Linked DNA regions of Mus musculus: region 1 is linked to region 2. Evidence: chromatin contacts called from public Hi-C data. All regions are on one chromosome and are shown on one strand. Each heading gives the region's core, a stretch centred on a gene start, on an enhancer-like site or on the middle of the called end of the contact. The rest is flanking DNA. Distances are from core to core; before and after follow the strand shown.

Region 1 (4,273 bases), core at 378-2,877, 110 kb before region 2:
TAAATAAATAAATCTTTAAAAAAAAAAAAATAAAGCATATACTATTTTAGATTTGTTTCACTTAAAAATGACTAAGCTAAAAAAAATAAAAGCTGTTGCCTCATATAACCACGAATCCTGAATTAGTTGCCTACTTGTTAGCTGGTGCCATGAGTTTAGTAGCTAACAGGCCTATGCCTGGCTTAGTAAAGGAAAGGAGAGGCTGTAGGATTCTTTCAACATAGACAGAGATGAATAGTAGGGGAGCTGACTATCTGGAATCAAGTAGGAGACAAAGTCATGAGCCACTGGCTACCTGTTCCCAAGTTCATTAATACATGGGACTTTTAGAGGCTAAGGCTCTTCAAAGCTCTAGTTAAGCTACTCTCATTCAGAATTATTTGCTTAAAGACAAAACAGGTGTGTGGTCTCACTGAGCCTAGAACCTACTTTAGAGTTCTGTTAGTATAAATACTGTCTTTTTCCTCTACCAGGACCTGGAAGCTTAAATCCAGGATCGCAAATGAAGCTTTGAATAGTACAGGCATGTGGAGAAGAATTTAGAGTATGCGGTGATATGTGGGGATGATGTATACGGGCACTGTGGCTCAGGCCTGATAGTTGTCTCTTCCTGCCTTGTATATCATATACCAAGTCATTTTAAGCTTCAGTTTTCTCATAAGTAAAATGTATCTGAAATTCATTATGCCTAATTTAGAGTTAAAGGGAAAATTAAATGAAACAACATGTGTGAAATAACATTAAGTAAACATACCTTTTTCTTACCACAACAAGAAACATTCCTATTTTACTTTGAATTTTTAAACATTGCATTCTAATGACCAGAAGGTAGGAAAGATGGAGGAGACATAATAATCAGAAAGGAGAACAGACTAATAGGCAGAAAAGATCTTGTTCTGTGGAATGGATTGCATAATCACATTCCTTTCATACTGTGTCAGTTGCTTCCTAGTCAGGGCGGGAAGCTCAATAAATCTCTTGCTTTGGGACCTACTGAGGCAGGAGGGAGGAGACAAAAGCATTACTGGAGGAAAGAGGAGTGATAAATGCTGAAAATGCTGTGGAAGAAGGTCTCTGCTCCCTGAGCCTGGTCTTTCTGGCCACCTGTCATTGAAATAAAGTCTATGGCTTTCTAAAGGACAGGCTGCCCTCCTACTCCCCTGGAAGCATCAGCACAGAGTCCTGCTTCTTATCCACTAAGGATGCAGTCAGAAAGGGATGTGTAGTTAGCAGTGCCTATCAGTGGCCTGACTGACTGGTCTAGATTTCCCAGGAACAGAACAGACTTTTCTAGACAAGAAGTCTTACTTCTGAACAGAGCCTGAGGAACAGCACTTATCTGGTTTTAGTTTTAAGTAAACAAAAATAAATCAACCACCACTTCCAAGGCACTTGCAAGTTGGGGGACGGCAATACCTTTCTTACACTGATCTAGGACATATGTTTCTTGCAGCATACAGAAGAGTGACACTTTCCTGAGATTAAAAAGCCTGTTTCCCCTTATCTTGGTTCAAGATCCCTCTACTTCAGCACCACTAACTGGCATTCTCATTCCACTTCACACAACTGTACAGTACAGCTGTGCTGGGGCACAACCAGCAATCCATTCCCTTCTTGTTGCCAAATAATATTGTAGTAAGTGAATATATAGAAATACATCTGTTCCTGGGCTGTGATGAACAGTACTGCTAAGATACTCATGTTTTATGGAAATGTGTTTTCTGTTTTGGGGAGTATATACCCGGGAGTGGAAATTCTGTGTCATACAGTAACTCCATCCAGCTTCTGTGATTTCCAAACTCTTTTCTAACCCTGACAGCAACGAATGAAGAGTCCAATTGTTCTACACCTTCCACTACACTCATCACTATCCATGTTCTGATTACAGCAACGAGTGGCTGTGAAATGGCACTGCAGTGTGATTAGCATTTCCCAAATGACGAATGGTGCTGAGCATCTTTCCCAGGCCGTATAGGCCATTTGTTCTCTGGAGGAGTATCTACTCAAATAATTTGCCTGTTTATAAGTTAGAATACAAAGTAATAGTTTCAGTATAGCATTTTTATACATGCATATAATTATATGTTGTTTTTCTTCACCCCCTCCCCCGCAGCATTCCCACATCCCTTCTTGCTGGCTTCCTTACCCCTTACGGATAGTCACACCTTCTGTTTTTGTGTTGCAAGTATTACATTATTGCCACATTTCCCTTATTTCCTCCCTTCAGCTTTCCCTAGTATGACCCTCTCCACACACACACAAAATATATTCATTTGCTAACAGACATCCTGTCTATTTTAAAATTGGCTTATCTTTTCTATCCCTGAGCTGTAAGTATTCTTTTATATTTTAGAAAGTAATTTCAAACAATGAATCAAATCTCTTCAGTCTTTGTAGGCACATCTGACCTGTGGCCAGGTTGCATGAATGCAACTCAGAATATTTTTAGGCAATAATTTGAAAACAATGATATCTGTTCCCCAATTAATTTAGAACAAACATCAAAACTGCCACTCAGGCTTATAAATGATCAGGCCACTGCCTGCCTCTACAGCACCTATTCACACCGCCTTCCCCCTCAGCTACATACTCTAGTAAGAACATCTTCATTTTGCTCATGTATGTTATTAGCCACACAGTGTCAGTGGTTTTCTCTGTATACTTGTAATCTTTTTCCATACATGGCTCCTTCTTATTCCCCAAGGTTGCAATTGAAAATTTTACAAACTTTCCTGAAAAAGAAAATTCTCCACAAATAAATCTGGGGGGATGATAGACCTATAGCATTTTTTTTCAATGATAGCAATGGTACCATGGATGTGTATTTATGTTAGGATTTTTTTTCAAAATATACATTTAAAACATGACCTTCTTTGTGTTGATTGAAACCGGGATCTTGCTCATGCTATGGCACATATACCACCGAACTTGTGATAGCTCTATCCACTGGAGTGACCGTATTTCATGAAAGTAGGAAGACTGTCCATTTGTGTCACTGCTGAATCCTCAGCTTGGTTTACAGTTGGCATCCAATAAATAGATAATTAATCAATGTTTTGTATAAATGTTTAGAAAAGAAATGCTGAAACAATAGAGTAATTTTCCATTCTTTCAGATTTACTAATATGCTTTAGACTTAAGATAATGGAGCTATTATTTTTGCTCCCAAGAGTATCTATCTTAAAATCTCTCTTGGATATGATGAACCAGCCTGGCTCCATCTTAGGCTTGAAAGCCATCTCATAGTAAAGACAAACTAGGTTCATTCCTGTTAATGATTTAATCTGTTTTCCAAAGATTGAGCTGTTCCAGGAAATGGCAACTGTACCTTTGTTTCAGGAGCTTGTGATGATCACCTTGTTATGTTCATGTTCTGCTTCTGCAACCCCTTCCTATTTGCCTGCCACCCCCCCACACTTCTCTGCTATAAAAAGTCTTATCTCACCTATGTCCAATTCTCATCTCTTGATCCCTACCTTTAAAGGGATCCAGCCTGTGTACGTTTAAAAAAAAAAAAAAAAGCTTGTTTTAATTAATTTGGCCATGATCTGGGTCAGTAGTCTTTCTCCTTACATCTGTAAAATTAACAGATGATCTCTACTATCATTATTATAAGCATTGTTGTGTATGTGGCGCTACTGTAATATGGTGTACATACTCCTGCATTTGTATGGTTAATTTTATAGCAATGGTATTATAACAATGCTGATGTAGTCTAGTATAACATGTATAATATAAGTAATGATAATAAGTACAGCATATAATAGTTATAATAATAGCCACAGAAATACTTCGTTCCTTTTTAGAACGGGGAACAAAATACCCATGGAAAGTTACAGAGACAAGTTTGGAGCTGAGACTGAAGGAAGGACCATCCAGAGACTGCCCCACCCGGGGATCCATCCTATAAACAACCACCAAAACCAGACACTATTGCATATGCCGACAAGATTTTGCCGACAGGACCCTAATATAGCTGTCTCCTGTGAAGCTATGCCAGTGCCTGGCAAATACAGAAGTGGATGCTCACAGTCAACTATTGGATGGAACACACGGTCCCAATGGAGGAGCTGGAGAAAGTACCCAAGGAGCTGAAGGGGTCTGCAACCCTATAGGAGAAACAACAATATGAACTAACCAGTACCCGCCCCTGCCTCCAGAGCTCGTGTCTCTAGCTGCCTATGTAGCAGAGGATGGCCTAGTCAGCCATCAATGGGAGGAGAGGCCCTAGGTCTTGTGAAGATTATATGCCCCAGTTTAGGGAAATGCCAGG
Region 2 (3,990 bases), core at 84-2,583:
CTTTCAGATGAAGACTTTCACGTTCTTATTTTTGAAGAGAGGAAAATGTATGCCAAGATGAATAACTTGCCCATGGTGGCACATCTATGAAATAACAAAGACTGGTTTATCCTGCCAGTATCTTTGGAGGTCACAACCACATGTTTATGGTAACCTTTGAGACCATCTGACCCGGTCCTTTTTTCCTGGTGACGTTGAATACCACTGAGGGTCACTAAGATTACTCGCCAGTTCTAATGAGACAATGTGACCCTGGGTGTGGGTCTCCTGACCCTGCTTAGTGACCTCTTTGCTTCCTTATTTTAAAAGAGCCTAATACATAGACCCACTGCGCATCTCAATGCCTAGTTTGTGATAGATGCAATTGTGGGGAAAAGAGCAGTCTTGGACTTGGGCCAGAGAGATGGCTCACGGGGTAAAAGGGTAAAGGCACTTACCAATGAGCCTGGCAATCCGAGTTCAATTCCCAGAGCCCACAAGATAGCGGAGAACTGATATCTGCAAGTTGTCCTTTGGCCTCCATATTGTGTGCTGTACATAAGCACATGTGCACACACATGCCACAGACACAATAATAATAATAATAATGATAATAATAATTTTTTTAGATACTTGGACTTGTAGAAAGAGGTTCTAAAACCAAATCTTACTTCAATTGCTCACCTAGTAGCTTTAGTAACCTTAAATGAATGTTACTTCCTGGTTTCAGCTTCCATTTTCCAGATAAGGAATAAGGGCACATTGCATCTTAAGGACTGAATTAGAATGGTTGCACCAGAAGGGGCATGAATGCTGAAGACACGGGTCCCTGCCTTCTGCCCTCTGCTCTCAGGATGCACAGCAAGGCTGGCACACAGCGGGAGCTGGAGGGCAACAGGGAGCAGGCTTTGTTGACAGGCCAGACAGTGACTGTTAGGACAGCTAATGTGTCTTTGGCTCCATCTAGCTGAGTGCTCTTCTTAAGGCCATTTCAGGAGCAAGCAATTCTCCCCAGAAAGGCTGGCCTGCAGAAACAAATGATGAACAATAGGTGGCGGTAGAGACCTTTCAGGAAGAGGAGAGACCAGGAACCTGGCGAAATCTGTAGCCAGAGGTTTCACTCTTTTGCTTCTAAGAAGGGAGGGTCTCTGGGGACCGTGAGTCAGGCCATTCTGCTTCTGGGAAGGGGGAGGCACACTTTTGGCAGACGAAGTATTCACAGCCACCCTCTCAGACCTAGCTTTGTATCACACTGAGTGGAAGAAGTTAAATCATTTCCCAACGGGATATAGTTGAGAGTTGGCTCCAACCAAGGCCACTGCTTCCAAATCCCACACTCATCCCAGAGAGTTCATGCCTTCCAGCCAGTGACTCACTCTTGCAACACAGCCTCGTGCTCTCAGCAGTGGGGAGCTCTGTAGTGTTTGAGGATAATGTGCAGTCTCTCTCCGTGGTGGCTGATTTCAAGCTTTCGTAGGACATCATGGAGCTCAGAGTTGAGAAGTCAGCGGTCACTGCTCAAGAGTCTGAGTGGCTCAGCACAGGGCATCCACATGAAGAATGAGGAAGTGTGGCCTTGAACGGCTTCACCAGGCAAAGTGTAGACTTACTTTTCTTTTTCTCATTCATCCTTGAGTATGCATTTCAAATCCCCCTTTAATCCTGCAAAAGTCTTAGTCTTTGCCGCTTTAATTTTGCTTCTCTGGCAATCCCTCCGTTCCGGAACCCCTCTATAGCACTTTCCAACCTGCATCCCTGAGCTGCTAGGGCCATACAATGCTACTTGCTTCCCAGTACCTAACCTCACTTTCCTTAGCAAATAAAATCTATCCTTTAATTAGGTGCATGGCCTCTTAGAATAAAGCCACACTCTCAGTAGTTCTAGACTGAATGCAACCAGGAGCCTTGGAGAAACATCTTTAATGCAAATGAGTGTGTTGGCCCTTGGCCTGTTTCTTTCTATTTGAAAGATGTGTGAGTTGGCTGGAGTAGGGGCAGCACTGGAAGACTTTATGCAGTTGTCTTAGTCCTACACTACATAAGGCTGGACCACTCTGGAAGGAAGTTGCATCTTGGTTAAGCTATGGTTCTTTTCTATTTATCTCCATTCCAGTTTCCAAAAGCAAACTCTGAAACAAGGATTTGCATGCAAGCAGTTTACTGAAGGGATGGACCCAAGAAACACAGCTAAAAAGTCCCATGAGACAGGAAGGAAAGACTAACAAAAGATTAGGCCATGAGCAAGTTATTGCTGGATACAACTGACTCTTATCCTGACAAGACAAGGCTATGAACTGTCTTAAGGTTTTTATGGAGCTGTGACTAGACACCATGACCACAGCAACTCTTATAGAGGAAAACATTTAACTGGGGCTGGCTTACAGGTTCAGAGATATAGTCCATTATCATCATGGCAGGAAACATGGCAACGTGCAGGCATTCATGGTGCTGGAAAAGTAGCTGAGAGTTCTATAGTTGGATCAGCAGCCAGCAGGTGGACAGCGTGACCACTGGGCCTGGCTTGAGCACTTGAAACCTGAAAGCCCACCCTCAGTGACACTCTCTGACAATGCCACACCCACTCCAACAATGCCACATCTCCTAATCCTTTCAAATAATGTCAATCCCTATGAGCCTTTGGGGGCCATTTTCATTCAAACCATTAAAAGGACCCAGTGCCAGATGGAACCTAACTATCCCACCAGTTCAAAGGAAACCAAAGCATTTAGCCAAGAGCTGATGCCTTCTGCTGTTCCAGCAGCTTTTCTGGGGCTACCTGCTTTCCCCTTTATAAACTGAGCACGGCTTTGTGGTCAGAGATGCTGTCCTAAATGACTGCTTAGGTCACTCAGGGGAATGTAGGCTGTTCACTGACACTATGTACAAACCAACTTTCCCCAGAACATTATTTATTTCCTGTGTCCTATAATTTGACTCTTGCATCCTAAGTGAAATCTTCAATTCTTGCCTCCAAATACTTAATTCTGCCGTTTACCATATTCAATTGGATTTATTCTGTCTCCCGAGGTTATCTAAGTGGTATACATATATGTCCTATTTATCACTGTCAGTGTTTTCTAATGGTTTATGCTTGCTGTTTACACATCTTTAATTTATAATCTAATATTATTGCTATGAATGACTGCTATTACTGACTTTTTAGATTTAGTGCGTGCGTGTGTGTATGTGTGTGCTACATTGTACTTGTGGAGGTTAGAGAATAGTTTGTAGGAATTGATTCTCTCCTTCCACTATGTGAGCTTGGGGATCGAAGTCAGGTCATCAGGCTTGGCAGCGAGCCCCCAACACACTGCCACCGAGCCATCTCACAATCCCTATTCTTGGCTTTATTTTGAAGTTGTTTTCATATAACCCCATGACTTGCTTTTTGTCGGCAATGGAGTCATTCCTAAGACAGTGTTTTATTTCCCCCTTTGTTCTGGAACTTTCTTTTGCAGCTTTTCTGAGGTGGGATTAATGTCTTGTGGACTTCGGGTCCTTTTACACTATTTTGTGTCTATTCCAGTCTCTTCCAGAATCAGGTTTTAACCAGACAACTTTTGGGCAGAGAGTGAGGACTTTACACACCAGCTCCTGAACAGGGGTGAGCTTTGCACAGCTTTATGTGTGGCTGATGTAGCCTCACTGGCCCTAAGGGAGCAGAGGCCAGAGGGTCCCCTGCTACTAGGATTGTACCCTGGCTGTGTTCACTCCCTGTCTTTCTGGTCCACAGAGACGTTTGTCCTGTCTCTGAGCAGGGTGCTTCCTTCTCTCAGTCTGTCTTTCACACTGCTGCTCTAAGTTTGGTTCTGGGAGCAGAGATTGCAAACATGAATTTGCAATCCCATCTTGACCAGAAGTTTATGGACCCCTTAATCTGTAGAGGGAAGATGCCTGTGGCCAAGGGCAGGATTGTCCCAGGAACTGACATGCAGATTCAGGGAACAAAGGGTCCTTCTCCTCTCCCTATAAATCTCTGTTCTAGTACCTGAGAAGACAGGTCTGCAATGC

Evidence for each region. Hi-C and Micro-C count contacts between places; a contact is called where the count stands out from the background.
Region 1: a contact with region 2 is called in a Hi-C map of uterus. The contact joins two enhancer-like sites. A contact is called at or near these places in 1 of 39 promoter capture datasets (the C10 cell line), 3 of 15 datasets of contacts at CTCF or cohesin (the NIH/3T3 cell line, large pre-B cells and pro-B cells), 34 of 484 Hi-C or Micro-C datasets (the 3T3-L1 cell line, the AML12 cell line, the HL-1 cell line and 17 more), 5 of 115 datasets of contacts at active chromatin or transcription factors (bone marrow-derived macrophages, embryonic stem cells and large pre-B cells) and 2 of 9 other capture datasets (embryonic stem cells and pancreatic islet).

Annotation. Positions count from the first base shown.
Region 1 is chr4:120,484,570-120,488,842 of GRCm38.p6, reverse strand. All of the region lies in intron 10 of Scmh1 (sex comb on midleg homolog 1), which reads right to left. Among named protein-coding and RNA genes, the nearest start is that of Slfnl1, 46 kb to the left of the region's middle. Within about 2 kb of position 1,627, at least 50 of the 459 cell types and tissues checked have an H3K27ac peak or open chromatin away from gene starts, as enhancers often do. A contact at or near this core is called in the NIH/3T3 cell line, pancreatic cancer cells and uterus, where this site is marked.
Region 2 is chr4:120,378,239-120,382,228 of GRCm38.p6, reverse strand. The region is part of intron 3 of Gm36574 (a long non-coding RNA gene); the gene reads left to right. Among named protein-coding and RNA genes, the nearest start is that of Gm36574, 17 kb to the left of the region's middle. Within about 2 kb of position 1,333, at least 116 of the 459 cell types and tissues checked have an H3K27ac peak or open chromatin away from gene starts, as enhancers often do. A contact at or near this core is called in the NIH/3T3 cell line, pancreatic cancer cells and uterus, where this site is marked.